3 separate regions of the Mus musculus genome follow, and all the other regions are linked to region 1. The links are chromatin contacts, called in public HiChIP or PLAC-seq and promoter capture Hi-C maps. All regions are on one chromosome and are shown on one strand. The core of a region is the stretch at or near the end of the contact, and the rest is flanking DNA. Distances in the headings are between cores, read along the strand shown. Region 1 overlaps Gm39145 (a long non-coding RNA gene). Region 2 overlaps Nsd3 (nuclear receptor binding SET domain protein 3). Region 3 holds the start of Nsd3 (nuclear receptor binding SET domain protein 3).

Region 1 (4,411 bases), core at 1,423-3,922:
TTTGTCTTCAAGAAGGAAATCCTTGTTTTTCCTCTCAGGTCTTTGGGGACCTTAACCAATGGTACAGATTGGTCATATATACCACGCACGTCTCCAGGAACTCAAGCAAACAACAAAAAGACACTAAAAAACTGTTACATAAAATATGTCCTCTGTTCCTAACCATGACAAATTCTTCCTAATGACAAAACTGAAAAGCCTGTGCTCAACACATGTGAGCAAAATAGAACAACTGAATCCAATTATTACTGTGCATGTCTGAGTGTTCTGGGTTTTTGTTAGTGAAACTTGAATAGGAACTTAAACAGAGACATGCATTATTTATAACAAAGTATACATTTATTGTACAGAGATACTTTCAATTAAGAAAAATCACGACTATGGTCACCATCAAGTAATTTACGTTCTATTAAGGTGAGCTATAAGGAAGGGTTTTAAATGCTATTGTCTCAACGTGTACAGAACTTAAGCATATTATTACTTAAAATATAACAACTGTAAATTAGAAGTTAAAATGGTTTTTATGTATGTTTTCAAAAGAAGTTACTTTATTCAAGTGTTCAATATTATTTATTTTTTGTGATTAAAAAATCTTTATTTATTTTAATTTTATAGATATATGTGTTTTGTCTACATGTAATCCTGTGTACAACATGTGCACCTGATGACCACAGGGGCTAGAAGAGGACATCAAAGCTTTTAGATCTGGAGTTATAGAGAGTTGGCCACCATATGGGTGCTGGGTGCTGGGTGCTGGGTGCTGGGTGCTGGACCCAGGTCCTCTGCAGGAGCAGCCAGTCCTCTCCAGACCAACATTTAGACTCTTCATGGGCTGCCTCCAGATTCAAGTGGTGCATCAGCAAAGCCAGGCCCTCTCAGCACTCTACAAACCAATCCGAATCCCTTTCAAAATTATTTATAATTACATAAATTCATATTCAATGTGTGGTGTGAATTTTTATAATGATTATTTGAAAAAACAATTTGAAAATTCAACTAAATTATATTTTAAAACTTGAGGATTCAACTAAATTATATAAAACAGTTCCTTTTTTAAAAAAGGGGATTTATTTATTTTATTTATATGAGTATACTGTAGCTGTCTTCAGACACACCAGACGAGTGCATTGGATTACATTACAGATGGTTGTGAGCCACCATGTGGTTGCTGGGAATTGAACTCTGGACTTTGGAAGAGCAGCAGTCAGTGAGTGCTCTTAACCTCTGAGCCATCTCTCCAGCCCTATAAAACAGTTCTTTTGTGTTTTTGTTGTTTGCTTGTTTGTTTTTCCTAAGAATTGAACCTGGGCCTCATTTATGCTACATATATACTAATTTAAGCTACATCCCTTAATGTCCTCAGCTTTAGTGTTCTGTAACCATCTGGCTCTTGGGGGGCTGTTTGGTTGTTTGGTTGGTTTTGGTTTGGCTTTAGTTTTGGTTTTAGTTTTTCGAGACAGAGTTTCTCTGTGTAGTACTGGAACCTACTTTGTAGACCAGGCTAGCCTCAAGCTCAGACATCTTGCCTCTGCCTCCCCAGTGCCTGGACCAAACGTCTGCATAGACCACCATTACCCAGTTCCAGATGGCCGAGAAGATAAAGGATTGACGTGTTTCAAGTATTCGACCGGTTACAAATTGTTTCAAAACGTTCCTCATTCTGTGTACGTGGCTGCAGATACTCCTTTAACCCCTGGGCATCTGCGGAGCGTGAACAGGGAGGATGGCCAGAACTCCAGGACATCACCCTTTGTTCAGCCCACTGCATAGATGTTATCTGAGAAGGAGCCCTGGGTGCATTAATCTGTTTGTCCTCTTACCCAAGCGCGTCAGCCATGTGACCCTGTGTTTGTCTCAACTTTGGCAGACCACAACCCACAACAGTGACGCATGCGGATGAGGTGGTAGAGAAGCATCTGCCTGGAGTCTGAACAAGATGAGTAAACACCGATGCCTGTGAGCCTCCGAATCCCACGGCCCAGGGTGTGGCCTCTATGGCCTTGGCCAAAGGTAACTCAGTAAGGTCAGCCTCTCCTCTCGCCAAGGACTTCTTTGCTGCCAGACCTTCCGAGCCTACTCAGAACACCTGAGAATGATGCCCACCTCCCCACCCCCAATTGTCTGTATCCTGTGGCTTTCTGTGTGGTTTAAAACAGTCAGCCCACCCTGTATCTCATTAGGGTTTGTTTTGAAGCAGGATCTCAAACTAGAGACCCTTCTGGCTCCCAGCACGAGGTGTCAGGACCACAGGCAGGAGCTACTGTAGACGTGCCAGTGTGTATTATGCACCGCTCGCTCCTACCTTTCTTTACCCGCCACACTTTCTGCCATATTCACAGGGTGTTAGGAGCCTTTTGGCAATGATCAGACACTCGTGACCATAACATTTCAGGGCTGCAAATGACCCAGGCCTTTGTGCTTGCTCACTGCCTACTCCCTCGAGAGGTCCCGAGGACCACTGATGCAGAGGTGCCTCATTAGTCACTGGGAGCCAGTAGACCAGCTGGAACTGAAAACAGACTCTTCCAAGAAAAGCCTGGGTTTTCCCCTTAGGCGTGCTGGGGTGCAGAGGAGGCCCACAGGACCTAGCGACCGCCTTAGCATTCCAGCCCGCTGGACAGGCACGCATTTCTTCCTCAAGAGGGCGCCGGCTGCCTGCGTCTAAGCTGTTGGCAAATGGATTCAGAGGACGGGAGTGACCTCTGGCCCAAGCACAGGGTTTCAAAAGCACCGGGGACATTCCAGCCACATCAAGATTGGGATACCAGTTCCGTAGATCCCATAAGTTCCGTGTTTCTGGACAGTTGAGGACTCTTTGCTTTAGCATCTTTCAGGAAGTTGAGACCTTTTCAGCCTCTGCGCGGTCGGCGTTTTGGACTTAGATGAGGAGGGGATCCTTTTCGGAGGAGCACAGCAGCCTCGCCCTGCACCCCGACAAGGACGTGCCAGGGCTCACCCCGCCTCTCCTTCAACGCTAGGATGGGTGGAGATCCGTCGTCCAGTGATGTAAGGGAGACTCTTGTGGCCCTCAAAAACTCGGAAACCAAGCTGGAAGGCTATTTCTGAGCATACCCCAGACCCAAGACAGAATTCGTGAATGTTCTACACAGGATATCACGATTTCTGTCCTGTAAACTTTTCTTCCAGGGAATTTTTTTTTCTCTTATTTGTTTTATCATCTCCAAATGGTGATCGTTTGAGAATTATGTGGTGTTTATCCTCCTGGCTATAAACTCTAAACCAGTGCAGGGGCTCCACCCCCCACTCCACCCCCCCCAGCCTGCATAGTTCCTATTTCTCAGGAGCCATTTATCTCCCTTTTATTGTTGTTTTCTTCATTGGCTTCCCCCTCAGCCAGACAGGCTTAATAACTGGCAGTCATCACGTACAGCAGAGTGGTGGCAGCCACCCCCGCAAAGGGGACCCAGTCGTTTCCCAGAGCCAGAATGCTCTGTAGCCACGGCCTCTATTGTTTTCTTAGCAGACTCCGGTTTTGTTTCTTGGCTCTCCTTGAATGAAGAAACTCTTAAAACATCATGTGTCTGCCTTGCTTTGTGTAGGAAAGCGCCGTAAACAGGAAGTCTACACACACACACACCCCTCCCAAAATAAAAGTGACCAGGCAATTAGGGCTTCTAGCATGACTTAACCCCCACTGCCCAGGCACCTTGGGGGGAAAGCTGGACTCCATTAATCAGGCCAAAGCACAGCTACAGGGAGGCCTGCCGGCAGCCAGAGAGGAGAGTGGGTGCCAAAGATCTGCCAAGAGAGGAAGAACAATATGGCCCACAGGCCTGCGTGAAAACCATCTCAGCCAAGTTGCAAAGAACGCATGACAATCTTTTGCATTGTCCTAGAGTGGCCTGAGAGGCCTCACTGGGAGCAGAGAGCTCAGTTGCCTAGCATTCCAGCCCTGGCACTTGGCTGCTTCTGCTGTTTTCAGGGCTGATTTGTAGTATGGGTACTGAGACTCCTACTACGTCGCCACACCAGCTTCTGAGAAACTTTATATCCTCAGTCATCAGCCAGTGTTGACTCAGTGTGGTTTCTCCCGGTCCATCCTGCCTAGGATGGAGTCTTACCTAAGTCAGCATCATAGACAACTAAGGAGGCAGGAGACTGGGGGGGTGCAACACCATGATAGAGCATGGTTTAGCATGCTGTGGTCCTGGGTTCCATCCTCAGTTACAAAAATGTAAGGAGGGAGGGAGGAAATAAAGAAACAGGTGGAATGGTACAATGATTTTTGAATTCTTAGGGAGAAGATAGAGAAACAGCGTGCGCCCAAGAAAGAGGTCTAGTGGAGTCTCTCTTCACAAGGAAACTCAGATTGGGCAGGAGCTTTCAACAACAAAGGATGCAGGAGGATAGTGCAATAGTTCTCAAGTCGGAAGGACAAAAAGACATTTTT
Region 2 (4,411 bases), core at 653-3,152, 390 kb after region 1:
TGCCATCATGCGTTGCCTTCAATACATACGCTCAAGGCTGAGCCATCTTTCCATCTGGGTGGAGACATAGAGGATTTTAATTAATTTTATAAGACTTAAATTTAAACACTTAGTCATCAACATTTAGTTTATACTATGCCATCTCATAGTCGGCCTCTTTAAAAATTTTTATTATCACTTTTTGTTGTTTTTCCGAGATGGGGTCTCACTGTGTAGCCCTGCCTGGCCTGGAGCTCACTCTGTAGACCAGGCTGGCCTTGAACTCCTGCAGATCTGCCTTTCTCTGTCTCCTGAGTCTTGCATTAAAGGCGTGTGCCATTCTGCTCAGCACTATTATTGTATTTATTCTGTCTATACATGTATAGCTCACCTGCTACAGTGTGTGTGGAGGTCAGAGGACAACTTAGAGGAGTTGTTTCTCCCCTTCTGTCTTGTGGGTCCCAGGGATGGTTAGTGAGGCGTAGAGGCCAGCACCAGTGCCGAGTGCCTCCCTGGCCCCTGTCTAAACAGTTCTTCTTTACTTTGCTCATCCTTTTATTTAGCTTCTTTCACTTTCATTCAGCGCTTTCTTACCCTCCTGCCAGTGCAGACTCTTCTGCTCAGCCTCTGTGGACAGGCACCCAGGGTTTGCTTACCACCACCTTGTACCGCACACGCACGCACGCACGCACGCACTCGAACACAACACCCCACCCCCACACTGGATGTCCTTTGTTTTGTTGCTCCCTTGGATTTTCTCCTTTCTCGTCACTCTATCCTTGTTGGCATATTGGCATCAACTGGCCACATGTCTCCACAGTACCTGACTACTTAGCTACACATAGAGGAAAGCGGTGACTCTGCAGGAGCGTGTTTAATGTTAGTGTTTATTGGCCCCTAAAAACAAGTCATGTCTGTAGTCTTCCCTCTCTTTCACTAATACTATTCAACAAATGTGATGTGGAACAACTCCTCTTTGGGGTGTTGTTCAGCAGAGTAGTCATCAAAAGAAATGTAAATAAAAGAACAGACCTTCATGCCACTTAATAGAGTAATACTAGTTTATTCATGGCATAGGATCAGCACATTCTATTTATTTGCCTAGAGAATCTAAAAATATTTATGTGTATTTGAAAAAAATTGCAGAGTGCTTGGAAGATACATGTTGATTTTAATGTGCCTATTGGATTAAACATTTCACACAGAGACTCTTATCTTTTTCATAAAGATTCGGAAACCCCGACCTCAGAGAGAACGTGCCCAATGGGACATTGGCATTGCTCATGCAGAGAAAGCATTGAAAATGACTCGGGAGGAAAGAGTAGAGCAGTACACTTTCATCTACATTGATAAGCAGCCAGAAGAGGCTTCGTCCCAAGCAAAGAAGAATGTTACCTCTAAGACGGAAGTCAAGAAACCCCGAAGACCAAGATCTGTGCTGAACAGTCAGCCAGAACAGACCAATGCTGGGGAGGTGGCCTCCTCACAATCAAGTACTGACCTTCGAAGGCAGAGCCAGAGGCGGCATACTAGCTTGGAAGAGGAAGAGCCACCTCCTGTTAAAATCGCCTGGAAAACAGCAGCCGCAAGGAAGTCCTTACCAGCCTCCATCACAATGCACAAAGGGAGCCTAGATTTGCAGAAGTGTAATATGTCTCCAGTTGTGAAAATTGAACAAGTGTTTGCTCTCCAGAATGCAACAGGAGATGGGAAGTTTATTGATCAGTTTGTTTATTCAACGAAGGTACCTCTTGTTCTCTAGGGGTTTGGGGAATGCTACTAAAAACCACTTAAGAATGTGATTTAAATCCCCCTTGGATCCACTGCGTTCGAAGCGTACATTCTCGTTTACTCTGGGCGAAAAGCTCTGTTCTTCCCGTTTCCTTCTTGTGACATCCCCATCTGTGGTAGATTAATCTTGAGCAATGCAGCCAACATCGGGCTTAGCTCCTGAAAGTCATGGAAGAAACTGGGCAGTTTGCCTGTTTCTAATTTGTAGAGTTAGTTTTTCTTTGTTGTAAAGTATGATTTTTATTAAAATTTTTCTTTTATCTGAATTAACCATTGCTATTAAAACAACCTACTGGAATAATTGTGCCTGCTGATTTGTTTGGTTGCACCAGCAGTAGGTTTTTGTTTTGTTTTAATTGTATCTACACAGTTCATTTATCTCAATGTACTTAAGCATTATTTCAGTGTGTAGTCAGTACAGAGGGATTGGTGAGCTTTTCCTCCTTTCTTTCTGTCGTCTAACTCTTTTGAATTCAGTGTATATCCTCCTCCAGCAACCTCTCTAGGGCAGTATATAGCCCAAGCTAGCCTGCATAGTTGAGTTTGACGCCAAGCTTCTGATTCTCTTGCCTGTACCTCCCAAGTGCTGGGATTATAGATTACAGCTGTGCAGCATACACCTGGTGCTCAGGATGCAGCCCAGCACTCCATAGGCAAGCTCTGTACCAACTAAGCTCATGTTTTACGTCTTACTGGAGACCAGCCACGTTTCAGGTCAGCCCCATGTGCTACTGTGCTGGAGTGTGCAGGCTTAGTGAGGATTTCTTGCATATCTGTAAATCTGCGCATGGTGAGTTCTGTTAAAAGGTGTGCTCATCTCTGGGCTTGGTAGTGCATGCCTGTCATCCGAGCACTCAGAAGGCAGAGCCACAAAGAGTTAGGCTAGCCTGAGCTACATAGCAAGACCTTACCTCAGAAAATTTAAAAATCCAGCTAGTCCTGCCTCCTGGCCAGCACTCCTCCTAACAGCTGTACTTAGGCCTTGCTCAGGCCTTCTCTCCGTCCAGCTTGAAGCTGTGAGAAAAGGCCACACATTTAGCTTGGCATTGCTGTGGCAGCAGTTTTGTTAGATTCCTGTTAGCTTGGGATAGCTTGTTGAGTTTTAGAGAAGAAATTCCATTACTGTGTTGGAAAGGGTAATCAGTGGTATAAGTCAGCCACTAAAGCTCCCTCAGTCCACCCTGGGTTTCCATCGCAGGCAGTTAGGTTTTGGCTTGCAGGTGTCAGAATTCTGGATGACACTGGACTATGTACACGCCTTCCAGCCCACTTCATAACTCAGGGTTTGTGATTTTGATTTAATTGTATCACATGTATGTATATATTAAGGAATTATGTTCTTTCTTCACCATTAGCATAGACATATATAGACATTAAAATATTGGTTAAATATAGTGATGCTTCATGTTTAGAATTGGTTTTAGAAATATCAAGAGTCCTGCATCCATTCTTTCTGCCTGTGGGTTTAACTGATCTCCACAGCGCTAGGTTTTCCAGAACAGCTTAAATTTGTTTCCAGCTGATGTCTCTCCATGTTGTCCTTTTGCTTTCTCCCTTCCCTTCTTCCTCTCACTCCCCACTCCCCTCTTTCTCATTTCCTTTCCTTGCCAGATCCCTTAAGGCTGTTGTGAGTTCCACAATACTGGTGTCAGGACCAAACTTAGTCCCCTAGACATCAGCAGGTGCTCTTAGCCACTGAGCCATCTCTAGCCCCAATGTGATTCTTTTGATAGCAGCATTTGCATATTGTTTGAATGCAAATTGCCTTTATTCTTAGAGCTGGTTTTATTTACTTCTGTATGAAAAATATCCTCAACACCCTAAGGCTATTAAAGACAATTCAAGATAAAACTTTTATCTTTCGGGGCCAGAGAGATGGCTCAGCCCTTAAGAACACTTGCTGTTCTTGTATAGATCTGGGTCTGGTTCCCAGCACCTAAATGGTGACTTACAACCTTCTATAACTCCTGCTCCAGAGGATCCCAGGCTACATCCTAGCTGCTGCAGGTACACATAAGTGCAGGCAAACACTCATAAAGTGAAAATCAATAAATCCTAAAGGACAAATTGATCTTTTGAAAAATAAATAACATTTAAAATTACTCTTATTACATTAAAAAATACCTAAATTAAGATCTAAATTAACTGCACTTATTATCTGTCTGTTCATGTTACCTACTTGATCTCAGTTTGTAATATAAATGGCATATCTCTTTTATCTAACGGTATTCTCATCTCAAGACACAGTGACCTTTCTGCCTTTGCAATAAGCAACCAAATGACAATGGTACATATATATAAAAAAAACTGTTCAGACTAGGAATTACCTTTTTTTTTTTGACAGAAAACAGGGTAATGTGAGTTTATTTATTAAGAATATTTGCCAGGCAGTGGTGGCGCACGCCTCTAATCCCACACTTGGGAGGCAGAGGCAGGTGGATTTCTGAGTTCAAGGCCAGCCTGGTCTACAGAGTGAGTTCCAGGACAGCCAGAGCTACACAGAGAAACCCTGTCTCGAAAAACAAACAAACAAAATACTTATCACCTGGACTTAAGGCAAATTTTTATTTTTCTTTCAAGGGATCTCATTAAAATACATTCTGATAACGACTAATCATAATTGACATTACAAGTTTGAGCA
Region 3 (4,411 bases), core at 496-2,995, 370 kb after region 1:
AGGCTGGCCTTGAACTCACAGAGATTAAAGATGTGTGCTACCACAACTGGTAACATTTGCCTTCTGATTAATTTGTTGGCAATTTTAAAATGCCTCAGGTTATTTGTTTGCTTACAGTAGAGCAGACAGCAGCTGTATGAGTGGGTGGATAAGATTCAAAAAGTACATTGTTAGGTTTTGTTTCCCTCCCTGATCTGCAGTTTTGAGTTTGGTAAGTACTAGATACTACTTAAACAAAGAAGGTAGACACTGTTAACCATAGAATTGTCTGTATGCCTCAAAAGCCTTCACAATATTCCAAACATCTAAAATCAGCTTCTCAGAGTTAGTACAGTAATAAAACCTGTTTGTTTTATAGATGAAAATGTAAAAATAGTATCTGAACTATTCATTAATGTTTTATCTTGGATGTGAACTTGCCCAAGTTCTGACAAGACAAGGTGGTCTTATTGCAGATGTGTGTCTACATTAAACATTGTTACCTAGTGTGGGCATGTTCATAGACTTGTAGTACATCGCATAATTGTATAATAAATACAGTGATGAACTACAGTGATCTAGCAAAGAACTTGCATCAAAATTAGCTGGGATGTGGTCTTAAAATACTCATGCTTTAACCCCCTACACACAGACTTTATTAAACTGGAATCTTCAAGAGTAAAATACCAGGATATGCATTTAAAAATGATTCTGCTATATATGCCACTTTAAAAACAACTAGATAATGGCCAAGAGTATAGATAACTAGACAGCTTTACACACTAGTAATATGATTATATAAATTGATAGAGTATGGCCAATAGAACAATTGTGCAGCTAGATAAAAAGTTTTAAAATCTTTCCTCTATGAATACACATATGCACAGATTTATAGTTTGATTTTTTTTCTCTTTGAGACAGAGTCTCCTTACTTATTGCTCAGTTTGCCTCCAGCTCAAGGTTTGTCTGTCTCCACCACCTCAGTCATGCACTGGCAGGCGTCTGATAGTGTACCCTGGTGAAGGGAACAGTCTTCAAGAGTGGCTATGTAGTAGTGCATGCCGGTAATCCCAGCACTCAGGGGCAGAGGTAGGAGAGTGATGACTGTGAGGACAGTGTAGGTCACATGGTGGTACCCTGACTCAAAAGGTTTTTTCTGGAGACATGTTTGTATACTAAAAACTTGTAAGCAGCTAATTGATTTATAGTACACACATGGTTGAATCTATTAAATTGATACTACAGTTTACTATATAACCGTTTAAAGAATATAGTATAATGCCACAGAGGTAGTGTATACCTTTAATCCCAGCACTAAGGAGGTAGAGGCAGACAGATCTCTGTGAGTTCGAGGCCAGCCTGATCCTTAGGGTGAGTTCCAGGACAGCCACAGCTACACAGAGAAACCCTCTCTAAAATAAAAAAAAAAAAAAAAAAAAAAAAAAGGAAGAAGGAGGAGGAGTAAAGTATACATGTGTGAAGATTACTTATGCATCCTAAAGTTGCTATGGAAGTAAGCAGGACTTTTTTCTGGATGTGGTGGTGTGTTTCTATAATCTCAGGACCTGGGAGGATGAGTCAGGAGACTCCCCAGTTTAAGGACAGCCTGGGCTCCATAGCTGATGCTATCTGCTTTATGTCAGAATGATGTAGGTTTAATGTCTGCATATCTGAATGTGAAAATTAGGTATAAAGAGCTTGTATAATCCTTGGTTGGCTTCTTGCCTATTAGAATTTTAATACTTTTTAATTCTCTTCAATTTTAGGCTCGATGAGAGAAAGGGAAAGTTAAGGATGCTGGAGCAGAACAATGGATTTCTCTTTCTCTTTCATGCAAGGGATCATGGGAAACACAATTCAGCAACCACCTCAACTCATTGACTCGGCCAACATCCGCCAGGAGGATGCCTTTGATAACCACAGTGACATTGTTGAAGATGGTGGCCCGACACCCTTTGAAGCTACTTTGCAACAAGGTTTTCAATATCCACCTACAACAGAAGACCTTCCTCCGCTCACAAATGGCTACCCACCATCAATCAGCTTGTATGAAACTCAAACCAAATACCCGCCATATAATCAGTATCCCAATGGGTCAGCCAACGGTTTTGGTGCAGTTAGAAACTTTAGCCCTACTGACTATTACCATTCAGAAATTCCAAACACAAGACCACATGAAATTCTGGAAAAACCTTCTCCTCCTCAGCCACCTCCTCTTCCTCCTCCTCCTCCTCCTCCTCCTCCTCCTCCTTCGGTACCACAAACTGTGATTCCAAAGAAGACAGGCTCACCCGAGATTAAACTAAAAATAACCAAAACTATCCAGAATGGCAGGGAATTGTTTGAGTCTTCCCTTTGTGGAGACCTCTTAAATGAAGTACAGGCAAGCGAGCACACAAAGTCTAAGCATGAAAGCAGAAAGGAAAAGAGGAAAAAGAGCAACAGACACGAGTCATCTCGATCCGAAGAGCGGAGGTCACACAAGATTCCCAAGCTAGAGCCGGAGGGACAGAATGTAAGTCCAAATGTTCTGTGTAGCTTTGTCGTCTCTGTGTTTACTGGAAGTTGGGAATCTTTTTTATGTTTTTCTTTTCAAATATGAATATTTCTAGTGAGTTCTTGCCATTGGCAAGGTGCCTGGAAATATAATGAATAAATCCTTGATGAGAAGATAATAGGCATTATTAGTGAGGAAATATCTTTAACGTTTTTGACACCGAGAGTCTTGCTTCCTTTTCTCTCCTCTCACCTCCTTCTGGGGCTTCCAAGACAGGCTTTCTCTGTTTAACCTCGCAGTCTCAGAGCTCACTCTGCACACCAGGCTGACATCCTGAGATCCATCTATCCCTGCCCCTTGAGAGGCTTCATTATTTTCACTTGTTTATATCAAACTCTTGGTTTTGGAAGATGGAGACGAAAGCCGAAGGAAAAGGGGATTTTATATCAGGCCAGGTTTGCTGCTGGAGCCTAGATATAAGATGGTTCCCACACGTTTGCTCCTCCCGGGGCTGGGGCTTGCATCTTCAGTTCTCACACTCAGAAGCAGAGGCAGATGCAGGCAGGTGGAGGGAGCCCAGCAAATTCCAGGCCAGCCAGGGCTACACAGTGAGACCCTGTCTCAAAAATAAAATACAATTAAGACACATTACTTAAACATATTGATTAGCTCTTCAAATGGAGTTTTTATCAAAGCCCATGTATACTGGTGGATTATTTTTTTTTTTTTGGTTATTAATTTCTTTAGTTTTTTTTAAGCATATTTTTTTAAAAGATTTATTTATTTAATATATGTGAGTACACTGTCACTCTCTTCAGACACCCCAGAAGAGGGTGTCAGATCTCATTACAGATGGTTGTGAGCCACCATGTGGTTGGTTGCTGGGAACTGAACTCAGGACCTCTGGGAGCACAGTCAATGAATGCTCTTAACCACTGAGCCATCTCTCCAGACCCCTCTTTAGTTTTTTTAATCCAAAGGCATGAGCCAGCATGCCCAGCTCTGGTAAATTATTTTACTATCTGAGATTTGATTGTGAATTTCATGGCAATAAGATAATAATACTAAGTATGTAGTAGAGCAGTTCTACTTATATTTCTTTTTTCTTTTCTTTTTATTTTTTTCCTTTTCTTTTTTTGTTTTTTTTGAGACAGGGTTTCTCTGTGTAGCCCTGGCTGTCCTGGAACTCACTCTGTAGACCAGGCTGGCCTCGAACTCAGAAATCTGCCTGCCTCTGCCTCCCAAGTGCTGGGATTTAAAAAGGCTTGCGCCACCACACCCTACTAGATCAGTTCTACCTTGAGTGAAAAGTTTATGATATAAACTATAGATGTTTCCTAGATATGCATTTAGGGAGAAACAAATAAATGCTTACTTTGTGATAGTTATTTACCTTTATGTTTATTTACCTTTATGTTTCATATGCCTGAATAGGTTAATTTATTGTCTTTAATTTAAAGAAAGATTATTTAATTGAACATTTCTTAGATAGCTGGATTCTACTATTTAGTATGACTAAAATGTGATTGGTCTTCCCCCCACCCCCTCTTGGGATAAAAGTCACAGTAAGTCTAGGTTGTCATGAGTCCCACATGTAGTATTTCATGTATTTCCCTATATTTTCTGTCATTTTCTTATTCATTTAACACATGTTGGTTGAATATCATGTCAGTCACTGTTCTAAGAATTGAAAAGGTATAATTGAATGCAAAGCAAAAGCTATCTGCTCACAGGTGTTTATATTTTAGTTCATTCTCGTGTGAGTGTGTGTGTGTGTGTGTGTGTGTGTGTGTGTGTTGTAAGTATGTAAGTATATGGGTGTTTTGTCTGAATGTATGTCTATGGTACCACATGAGTGCAGTGCCTGTGGAAACAGAAGAGAGCATTGGATCTTCTGCAACTGGAGTTACAAGCAGTACTGATCCACCACATGGG

What was found. Promoter capture Hi-C pulls out the DNA fragments that hold promoters and counts their contacts. HiChIP or PLAC-seq counts read pairs in DNA pulled down with a chosen protein or histone mark.
Region 2: an H3K4me3 HiChIP or PLAC-seq map of bone marrow-derived macrophages shows a contact between it and region 1, with 5 times the contacts expected there. The contact joins two enhancer-like sites. A contact is called at or near these places in 6 of 15 datasets of contacts at CTCF or cohesin (CD8 T cells, embryonic stem cells, large pre-B cells and 2 more), 31 of 484 Hi-C or Micro-C datasets (the C2C12 cell line, the HL-1 cell line, the N1E-115 cell line and 20 more), 30 of 115 datasets of contacts at active chromatin or transcription factors (CD8 T cells, DN3 thymocytes, the SCID.adh cell line and 23 more) and 2 of 9 other capture datasets (adipose tissue and embryonic stem cells).
Region 3: a contact with region 1 is called in a promoter capture Hi-C map of the HPC-7 cell line. The contact joins the promoter of Nsd3 here to the enhancer-like site in region 1. A contact is called at or near these places in 10 of 39 promoter capture datasets (the C10 cell line, the HPC-7 cell line, cranial neural crest and 6 more), 6 of 15 datasets of contacts at CTCF or cohesin (CD8 T cells, embryonic stem cells, large pre-B cells and 2 more), 156 of 484 Hi-C or Micro-C datasets (the 63-12 cell line, the AML12 cell line, the AtT-20 cell line and 79 more), 39 of 115 datasets of contacts at active chromatin or transcription factors (the 230-238 cell line, CD8 T cells, the HPC-7 cell line and 28 more) and 3 of 9 other capture datasets (adipose tissue, embryonic stem cells and macrophages).

The regions. Positions count from the first base shown.
Region 1 is chr8:25,272,574-25,276,984 of GRCm38.p6, forward strand. Gm39145 (a long non-coding RNA gene) reads left to right here. Exons shown (of 3, transcript XR_001778746.1): 2 at 1,868-2,010. Among named protein-coding and RNA genes, the nearest start is that of Gm39145, 3.7 kb to the left of the region's middle. Within about 2 kb of position 2,673, at least 244 of the 459 cell types and tissues checked have an H3K27ac peak or open chromatin away from gene starts, as enhancers often do. A contact at or near this core is called in the 230-238 cell line, the 63-12 cell line, the AtT-20 cell line and 55 more, where this site is marked.
Region 2 is chr8:25,661,534-25,665,944 of GRCm38.p6, forward strand. Nsd3 (nuclear receptor binding SET domain protein 3) reads left to right here. Exons shown (of 23, transcript NM_001081269.2): 5 at 1,208-1,723. Among named protein-coding and RNA genes, the nearest start is that of Nsd3, 23 kb to the left of the region's middle. Within about 2 kb of position 1,903, at least 30 of the 459 cell types and tissues checked have an H3K27ac peak or open chromatin away from gene starts, as enhancers often do. A contact at or near this core is called in adipose tissue and bone marrow-derived macrophages, where this site is marked.
Region 3 is chr8:25,638,832-25,643,242 of GRCm38.p6, forward strand. Nsd3 (nuclear receptor binding SET domain protein 3) reads left to right here and starts at 1,746. Exons shown (of 23, transcript NM_001081269.2): 1 at 1,746-2,494. The coding sequence starts at 1,790.